2 separate regions of the Mus musculus genome follow, and region 2 is linked to region 1. A link is a contact called in public promoter capture Hi-C data. All regions are on one chromosome and are shown on one strand. Each heading gives the region's core, a stretch centred on a gene start, on an enhancer-like site or on the middle of the called end of the contact. The rest is flanking DNA. Distances are from core to core; before and after follow the strand shown. Region 1 overlaps Acss3 (acyl-CoA synthetase short-chain family member 3). Region 2 holds the start of Lin7a (lin-7 homolog A (C. elegans)).

Evidence for each region. Promoter capture Hi-C pulls out the DNA fragments that hold promoters and counts their contacts.
Region 2: a promoter capture Hi-C map of liver shows a contact between it and region 1, with 3 times the contacts expected there. The contact joins the promoter of Lin7a here to the enhancer-like site in region 1. A contact is called at or near these places in 3 of 39 promoter capture datasets (hippocampal neurons and liver), 3 of 484 Hi-C or Micro-C datasets (cortical neurons and liver) and 2 of 115 datasets of contacts at active chromatin or transcription factors (forebrain and hepatocytes).

What each region holds. Positions count from the first base shown.
Region 1 is chr10:107,038,634-107,042,980 of GRCm38.p6, reverse strand. The region is part of intron 5 of Acss3 (acyl-CoA synthetase short-chain family member 3); the gene reads left to right. Among named protein-coding and RNA genes, the nearest start is that of Acss3, 83 kb to the left of the region's middle. Within about 2 kb of position 2,395, at least 6 of the 459 cell types and tissues checked have an H3K27ac peak or open chromatin away from gene starts, as enhancers often do. A contact at or near this core is called in hepatocytes and liver, where this site is marked.
Region 2 is chr10:107,269,450-107,273,796 of GRCm38.p6, reverse strand. Lin7a (lin-7 homolog A (C. elegans)) reads right to left here and starts at 1,966. Exons shown (of 6, transcript NM_001039354.1): 1 at 1,855-1,966. The coding sequence starts at 1,936.

The sequences.
Region 1 (4,347 bases), core at 1,146-3,645:
GAATGAAGGCAGGTGCTGAGCATATTGTGTGTGGTGTATTTTGGGGCTATTAATACCAGTACAGTCAGTAACTGGAAATGAGCCTGATCCATTGAGCTACACTGGGACCTGAGTACAAGTCCTTGTGGATCATCCATGCGGAGGTCTGGCTTTCAAACCAGAGAGTGGGTGGATTTTGTAAAAGATGACATGTGGTATGCTGTTGTGTGATTTTTTTTTCCTGGATAGAGGTGAATAAATAACTCTTTACTACAGATGGGGCATTGTGACACATCAAAGAAATTATCCCAGTCAGTCTTGAGATTTTAGTGCTGTGGCTTACAGGAACATAGGTGAGGTGTCCTTAGGGGGAGCGTGGTGACGCAGAGGTCGCTGCATCACCACACTGATCATCTCAGCATGAGACAAAAGCTGTATCCATGGAAGCTCCCCATCTACTTCCTAGGAATTCTGTCAGAGACTTTTCACTTCTCTAGCAATTCATTAGAGTTCTTCTACCACCTCAGCGATGGTGTGTTGCAAATCATTTAACATCCGGGTCTTTCCAAGCTTTGTATATTTCATTAAGTTCCCACACTCTATGAACCTCATCTCTCTACCATAGGGAATATGTCAATTTGGAGGAAACAGCTGTAAAGCTCTTTGGCCCCTACCGATTCTCTTGCGTTTTTTTTTTTTTTTTTCCACTTGCTTTTCCATCATGTTCCCTGAGTCTTACAGGGTTTGCTATATTTAGTCTGGTTATTTTATTTCATGTGTGGTGGAGTATTGGGCCACAATGCTATGGTAATAGTCACTTATTCTCGGGAACATGACTTGTTATGAAATTGCAGTAATCACCATCTATTGGAGAAATAATTTTCCCTTCACAACCAACCAATGTTTAATGATCTATGTATAAAAATCAAATATTTAGACAGCAATTAACAGGCACCTCACATCCATTTAACAAAATAATAGTGATGATTTCCTTTCTGGGTCCTGACCTCCACAGGCATAGTTCTTTGTCTCAGGCTACAGTATTAAGAATAAATTCCTCAGTACAAAGATCCTAAAATTGAATCAGAAAACAGTTGTTTGAACTTATAACAGTCATGCCAAAGGACACATAGTGGCCTGTCATATTGGTAGTCTAGTATGCATGTTCCATACCAAGCAGAGCATGGGTGACAATTTACCCCTATAATGGTGTGCATAATATCACAAAAGCCATTCAAAGGAGAAGGACCTTACACTGTAATCTCATCTTGATTTCTCCATGTCCTATAACTAAAACATGTGAAGTTCTTAGCATTAGGGACCTACTCTCTAATTCTAAAATAGAATTACATCAGTCAAAACCTTTAATAGTTTATTGAGCTAACTTGGATAGAAATCCTTCTCTAGCAAGGGATTTTAAAAAAGTGTGTGTATGTGTGTATGAGAGAGAGAGAGCGAGAACACTTGTATTCTATAAATTTTCTATACAGAATATTTCTTTCAATCTCCTTAAATGCTGTCTATACTGTAATTACAAATGTTCCCAAACATTAAAAATTAGAATAATATAGTGAAACCTAATTTTACACATGTTGGGCAGTGTTGTCTCTTTTATGCCATTGTCCATTGGTCTTAAATGGTTAAAGGGACACGAAAAATAAATATTATCACCATTCAATACAGTATGGAGATATTCCCATGGTTTGTATCATTTATTTCACCCAATGAATGACATTTGCCATTGATAAGCTATCTAGTCATTCACCCTCTACTATCCACAATTAATTTCCGTCAGTCATCTGGCATTCAGATCTTGGGTTATTTCTGTATTGTTGCCACTATGCATATCCCCAAACCAGACATCCTTGATGGGGGTCAGATTGTATATTTGGGCCTGGTTTATGTCAAAGACAGAGTAGGGCCATGTTCTGGTTGCTTGCCAATGGAGAGGGCTTCCAAGAACTTATCAGTAAGTTCTGGAGAAGTTCCATAGCCCTTGACTTTCAATGAGCTACACCTGCTACTGAAAGATTCCTGGACAGAGTGGAAATCTCTACTACACCCAGTGCACTGGTTTTGCAAGAGAGAAAATGTAAACTTTAATGAGAGAAACTTTAAATGAGAAACGTTAATGAGAAAAACTTTAAAGAGAGAAAATGTAAACTTTAACCACCAACTCCTAGCACAAGCTCAATTTTTTAAAATTAATTTTACTTAGATAATTTTATCACGTGGATCTCCCATTATTCGTTGCCTAAGAGTTCAATCAATCCTGATGTAACTAGCTTAGCACCTGGTTTTCTGTTTCTGTTTTTGTTTTTTTTGTTTTTTTTTCCCCTAGCTCATCTGGCTGGACCCAGATCTTGCGACATTTTTTTTTCCACTCACTTGGACTGACTTCTTTTGTTTGTTTTAACTTTTGGTCACCATTCTCTTTCCCAATTGCTTCGGCACTTTAGATACCTGGTTTGCATGCCAGCCTAAATCGTTTAGATCTGCTAGAACCTTCTTCATAAAGCCCATGTCCCAACATGTGACTTGGCAAAGCTGCCAAAGCCTCATATTATTTGGTCTTCTTATTGCTGCTATAAAATTCCTGATCCCCCTCCCCCAAAAAACCGAAATGAAAAGAAAACACAAAACCAAACCAAAAGAAAATATAAAGCTTAAAGAAGGCAATTTAGTGCACACTCTGATTCACAGTTCAAGGCTTCCATCCATCAAGATAGAGAAGTCAGGAAAGCAAAATTTTGAGGCAGTTAGTTATGTTTTATCCACAGTGTGTGTGTGTGTGTGTGTGTGTGTGTGTGAGAGAGAGAGAGAGAGAGAGAGAGAGAGAGAGAGACTGTGTATGGGGGGGGGCATGTACATGCCACTGGGTATGTGTGGTCAGAGGATAACTGAAGATATTGGTTCTTGTCATCCACTTTGTTGAGATATGCCCCTCATTTACTGCTCTAGATTCTCATATCTCTACCCTCCATTTCTGTAGGACACTCTGATTACAGCCATACACTATTTAAAAGAACTTTCCCTGAGTTCTACCTATCTAAACTGAGGCCTTCATGTATACATGGCAAATACTTCCCCCACTAAGCCATCAGCCCAGCTCCCCAGTGGACAATTTTCCAGCCATTAACCTCTACTCCTTGTACCCTTAAGCTTCTGATCATATCATTGTGTAAAATAAATTCAGTCCCTCATAAAGAACTTATAGTCCTTAGCAACACTAATACTGTTGGAGAGTCTAAAGACTACGTCTCTTCTGAGAATGAGAACAATTGCTTGATTTTTGAGCTTCTATAAAATTAAAAATAAAAACATGTTCCCTTGTCCCTATATACAATGTCACAGAATAAATAGTCCAATTCTATACGGGAAAATGGGGACAGAGCAAGGAAAAGGGAAATAAAAAGACTGAAATTCAGCGGGGACACATTCTGAATCCTGCAGCTCCATGCCAGGCACCTAGACATTTCGATGAAATCACCTGAGATGCCCTGATTAGCTAACTCCTGCAACTCTGCCACCTGAAGCAAGTAGAACTTGGGCCATCTCTACTTGTGTAACCAGCTTTTCTTGGCAGCCTCTCCATGGTTTTGGCATCTCCCACATCCTTGTATCTCCGTTGAAACTTGGACTTCATCATCATTGCTTTACACAGTGACCTCAGGAATTTGCACAGAATAACAGCCCTGTTTCACATGGTGTTGGAGAACCTTTGGCATATGCTCCATGATTTCCTATCGCCCTCACTCTTGTATCTTTTATGTCTGTAATCAAATACCATGTATGTAGCACTGTCTAGATTGTTTTGCTCTTTGGGATTTGAGTCTGTCCCCCTTGAGCTAAGATTGCATTGATGTTCACTGGACCTAAGATCTTTGACAGTTGTTTTTAGCAGGAAACTTCATCCTATGTTGTACTCTGTCTAGGCTCTCTATGTTTTCAAATTGATTTCCATTTTCAATAGGTGGAGCCTTGCAAGGGTGGAATGTTATCCACTAGGAGACCGGTTCTATCAGTGCAGAACAGTTGATTTCTCTTTAATGACACTAAACAAAGACAAGTACTTTAGAACATGACATGCATTCATTAATACTGTTTTCCTTGAGATTTCTTCTGCCGAACATTAACCTTGCTTTTGGATTTAGCCACACTAAAGTTCTCATGGCACAGGCAGAATGCAACCAGATTATTTCCCAGAACATAACATAGGTGATCTCTAGCCCAGTTTCTGGTAGATTTTGGAACCTCATAAATAAGGCCACTGCCATCTGTATTTAGCACGGCATTGTGTCCTTCCAAACTCCCAGCAGATGGCATTAGCTTATCAAATTATGTCTGTGATATTCAAGGGATTTTCTA
Region 2 (4,347 bases), core at 717-3,216, 230 kb before region 1:
TAACCTGACTGGGCTTCCTTTGTTACTTACTCTACAGATCTAATCACAGAAGGACAGGTACCCTCTGAATATAAACAAGAACACACTTTAAATCTTGGTCTTCTCTAGATAGCTGACTGGGGTGTCCAAGGGCTAAGATAAACTTCCCCAAAGTGGACTAGTTGCATTGCTAATAGTAGTGGTGGGATGTAAATTTGCTTGAGTATGTTGTCTTCTTGGAGTGTTTGCATCTAACATAGTTAGAACTTGGGTTGTTTAATATAGTTAAACTTGGGGTGTTTAATGACTGTAATTCAGTAATGGGACAATAGAAGAGCTCATCACATTAAAACAGAAATAACTTGGGAAACCCATCGTTTTTAATAGCCTGCCATCTGTTTGGCTCTTACCAGCAATGGATTTATCCTGCTTAGTACAGATGATATTGGGACTAAAATCATAGATTATACGACGGACTTCTGAGCTCTTTACTCTTATTAATCTGTAAACGAACATTTCCCAACATAAAAATCAATTATTTTTCAACTCTTACCCTAAGTAAGGTTGCTATGGGCACCGCATAATATCCGTTCTGGCACCAACAGATTGAGTTAAAGTCACCAGAGATCTCTCCACATTAAGAACCTCAAATACAGTTTACCAGCTTTGCCACTGTGCTCGCTGTACGATGCTCTTTTTGCTTTGCTGGGCCGCTAGTTTAATCCTCCAGAAAGAGAAATTTTAGAGGGACAAGGACTAAATCATTTTCTTCTGAGCACAGCATTTTCAAATGACTGCACCGGGTCCTAAGCCCCGCCGCTGCGGACCCAGAGCTAGAGGTGCCCTCTCTCTGCAGAGCTGGGGACTCTGGAGCCCTAATAACTAACTGGACCTGGTGAGGCAGAAAGGAAACTCCCATCCACCGCCAGGTACTACTCGGGTGCACTCAGCAGGGCCCGATCCTAGAGAAAGGTTTGGAAAGGTTTGGAAAGGTTTGAGCAAAAGCTCTTTCCGTTTCAGCCAAAGAGTAGGACGCACAGGTCACAGGCTAGAAGTTAAACAGTTACCCAGCCTGCGCTTTGTCTCCGCGCCTTCTGCAGCCCAGGCACTGAGGTACACTTGACTGGTGAAGAACAAGGTTTGCTGGAGCAGGAGACAGGAGTTGCTACCTCCCTGGAACTGCAGGCTGAGGGAGTACCAAGACCAGAGCCGCAGCTCCGAGCGGGAAGCTGGAGCCAAGCCGGCTCGGCTCCGGATGCGGTGTCCCTGAGCCAGCGAAGGTTGCCCGAGCTCTGCTCTGCCCTTTCGCCCGAGGGCAGCGCCCTAGCCAGGCAGTCCCGCGGCTTTGCACCCAGCTTCCCAGCCAAGCGCCCTGCCGCCCTGGGGCGATCTCCCAGTCACAACAGCTGCACAGACCCCTCATCTCCAGCGCGGGGACAAACTTCCTCCCTTCGGGTCCCCGCGCCGGCAGTTGGCAGCTAGCTTCCCCACTGGTCCCTTAGCAAGCTCTGGCTGGGAGAGCTTTCTCTGCCCCTCTTCAACCTCCAGTCACCAGCGCTCAGCGGTCCCGGCGCATCCTCTCCAACAAAGCCGGGGCCCGGAGGCGACCCGGCGAGGGACCGAGACTGTCAGCTGAAACATTCGAGCCCTGGCAAGCACCTACGCCCCGGAGAGCGCAGCAAGAAGGGGCAGCGGGGACCAGGAGAGGAGAGAGGGGAAGAAAGTGTCCTGCTCCGGGCGCGAAACCCTCCTGGGCTGATCCTCCTCCCCCAGCTGCCCCTGCCCGAGCGCATCCTGCCTTCCCTGTGGGACTGGGCAGGGCGGAGGGCGAAGCGGTGCGGACTGTGTGGCCTGACGGACCAGCCGCTCCCTTACCTCTGTCCAGAGTAAGCGGCTGGACCACTGTCAATGTCGCCATGTCTGCCGTGGGAGCCGAAGTGACGCTCGGCTTCAGCATCAGCAACCGCTTGTAGTGAGAAAAAGAGGAGGAGATTGGGGGCGGGGGTGGAGAGGGAAGACGGAAAGGAGGGGGAGGAGGGGGAGGCAGGAAGGTGGTGATGGAGGAGAAGAAAGCTCGGGTGGGTTGGTAGCCAGATGGAGACTCAACTGTTCCGCCGCGGCGAATCTTCAGTGCGGCGCCAAGCAGGGCAGGTAGCCGCGAGCGCCTGCCTGGCCAAGGAGCTGAGAAAGGAACGCTCAGCCCTAGAACTTTGCTCGCCCACCCGTCAGTAGCTCTGGGTGGCTGTAGCAGGTTTGCTGTCTTTCAACTTTCCACCTAAGCATAATGGTCAGAATGCACTCGAACCCAGAAGAAGAGGACTCAGAAACGGGAGAGAGACAGACAGGGGTAGAGAGGTGGGGGGACAGAATTCTTTTCAGATTAAGAAAAAATTTCAACCTCCCTTTCCACATCCCTTTCCAGAGGAAACGCCACTAGCCGTGGGAGATGTTGCTATATCATTGTAGTTGCTGTTAATTTCTGTTGAAGCTTTTTGTTTAGAACGTCCACTCTCAACAGCACAAGGTAACCGACTGAGGGCCAGGCAGGGTTCTGTTAAGTCAGTGTTCGTTTAGGACCTGGGTACATTGCCTAGGAAAATGACTTGCCTTTACAAGCAAACTTCCTTAAAAGGTTCTGAAATAAAAAACGAGTTGCTGTCAGTGAACAGTATTTATCAGGGACCCTCTCCTGTTAATCTGGAAGAAACTTGTATTCAGAGGTGCTATTTATTAATTAGCATGCATGACAAGAGTTGAGCCACGGATGTTTGGTGCCATTTGCTACATCTTAACCTGGGGATTCACTTTTGTTTTCTTTCTCTGCATCCTCCGAATTACAGGTAGATAATGTGAAAGGCCTTATTTCTGAGTCAGTAGATCACAGTTCAGTTCCTGGAGCCTTCAAATACTGACTATGAGCCTTAATCCCAACTTTCACTAAATGTTCACCAAGCCTCATTTCCTTATCAAACCATGAAGAAACATGGAGAAAGATCCTCTGGGCTTTACCGAGATTGGTGGACACAGAGCTGAGATGGCGATGCTGCCCTCCCTGTGACAGCTAAATCATCCTTGTGACCCAGAGACCCTCAGAGGTAGACCCACTGGGTTGCAGAGTATTTGCGTATGACCAAATGCTACGTTCTTCTAATGAGACTAAGAGGTGAGAAAGCTCAGAAATTCAGCAGGAATTGAAAAGTCAAAGATGACTGACCATCTAACTATGCAACAGATCATTGGATACATGCTGAACGTAGTCTTTCAATGTAGTCATCTTCTAAGAGTTTTAAGTTTAAGAACTTTAACCATGAAATTCAACTTTTCACAGCTCCCAGGATCTGACAAACTTGCAGTCCCTTGTGCATCCGCAGTTTCTTCATCCGTCAAATGAGGGACCAGCTTTACTCAATTGAAAAGTGATCAGATAATAGGAGGAAACTGATAGTAATTTGCAAGGTCTCTGCTGTTTCTGAGCTTTTGATAGAAAAGAATATATTTCCAAGATCATAAACATACAAATAACGTTATATGGACTGAGTGGGATATGTGTGTGTATATATATATATGCATATGTGTGTATATATATATATATATATATATATATATATATATATATATATGAATGATATATTTGTAAACAATTAGAGAAATAGAGACCATAATTAGATAAGAGGGGGCAGCATCAATACATAGAGAAGATTAGAGGTAGGAATCAGGGAAATTATGTAATTATACTTTAAAAATGAAGGAGAATAAAATGAAAGGATATACTCTTTCATGCTGCAGAGATGGCACAATGGTTAAGAACACATGTTGCTCTCTCGGAGGACTCAAGTTCAGTTCGCAGTGCACAGATGATTCCTAGCTCTGTCCTTCTGACTCCACCTCCAGGGTTCTTTGATACCTCTGGCTGCCTCAGCCACTGGCACCCTCATGAACAAACCCAAACAGACACATAATTAACGGTAAAATACACCTTAAACCATGAATTTTTTTTTAGAGCAGTAGACTATATACATTTATTAACATAAGCTACCAATTATGTATTTATTAATGTTTTATTAGCTCTTTATTAGTTTAAGGACTATACTAGGTAAGGACTAGCTATGCAAAGGTTGACAAGATTTAACCCTCGTTCTTCTACTTAGACCTTGATATGTGACAAGCAGTGAACAAGGAGTAGGATCCTGGGCAGGAAGTTCTCTAAGTGCCACAGAAAGAAAGCATTGCAAGCGAGGTCATCATCAGTAGACACACACCCTAAAGGAGGCCAGAGGAAGAAGAAACCCAACTGTTTGTCTTGATAGTAGAATGTGTTTCAAGGCTTTACACAAAATATCAAAGTTAATCCAGTAACCGAGGATGGAA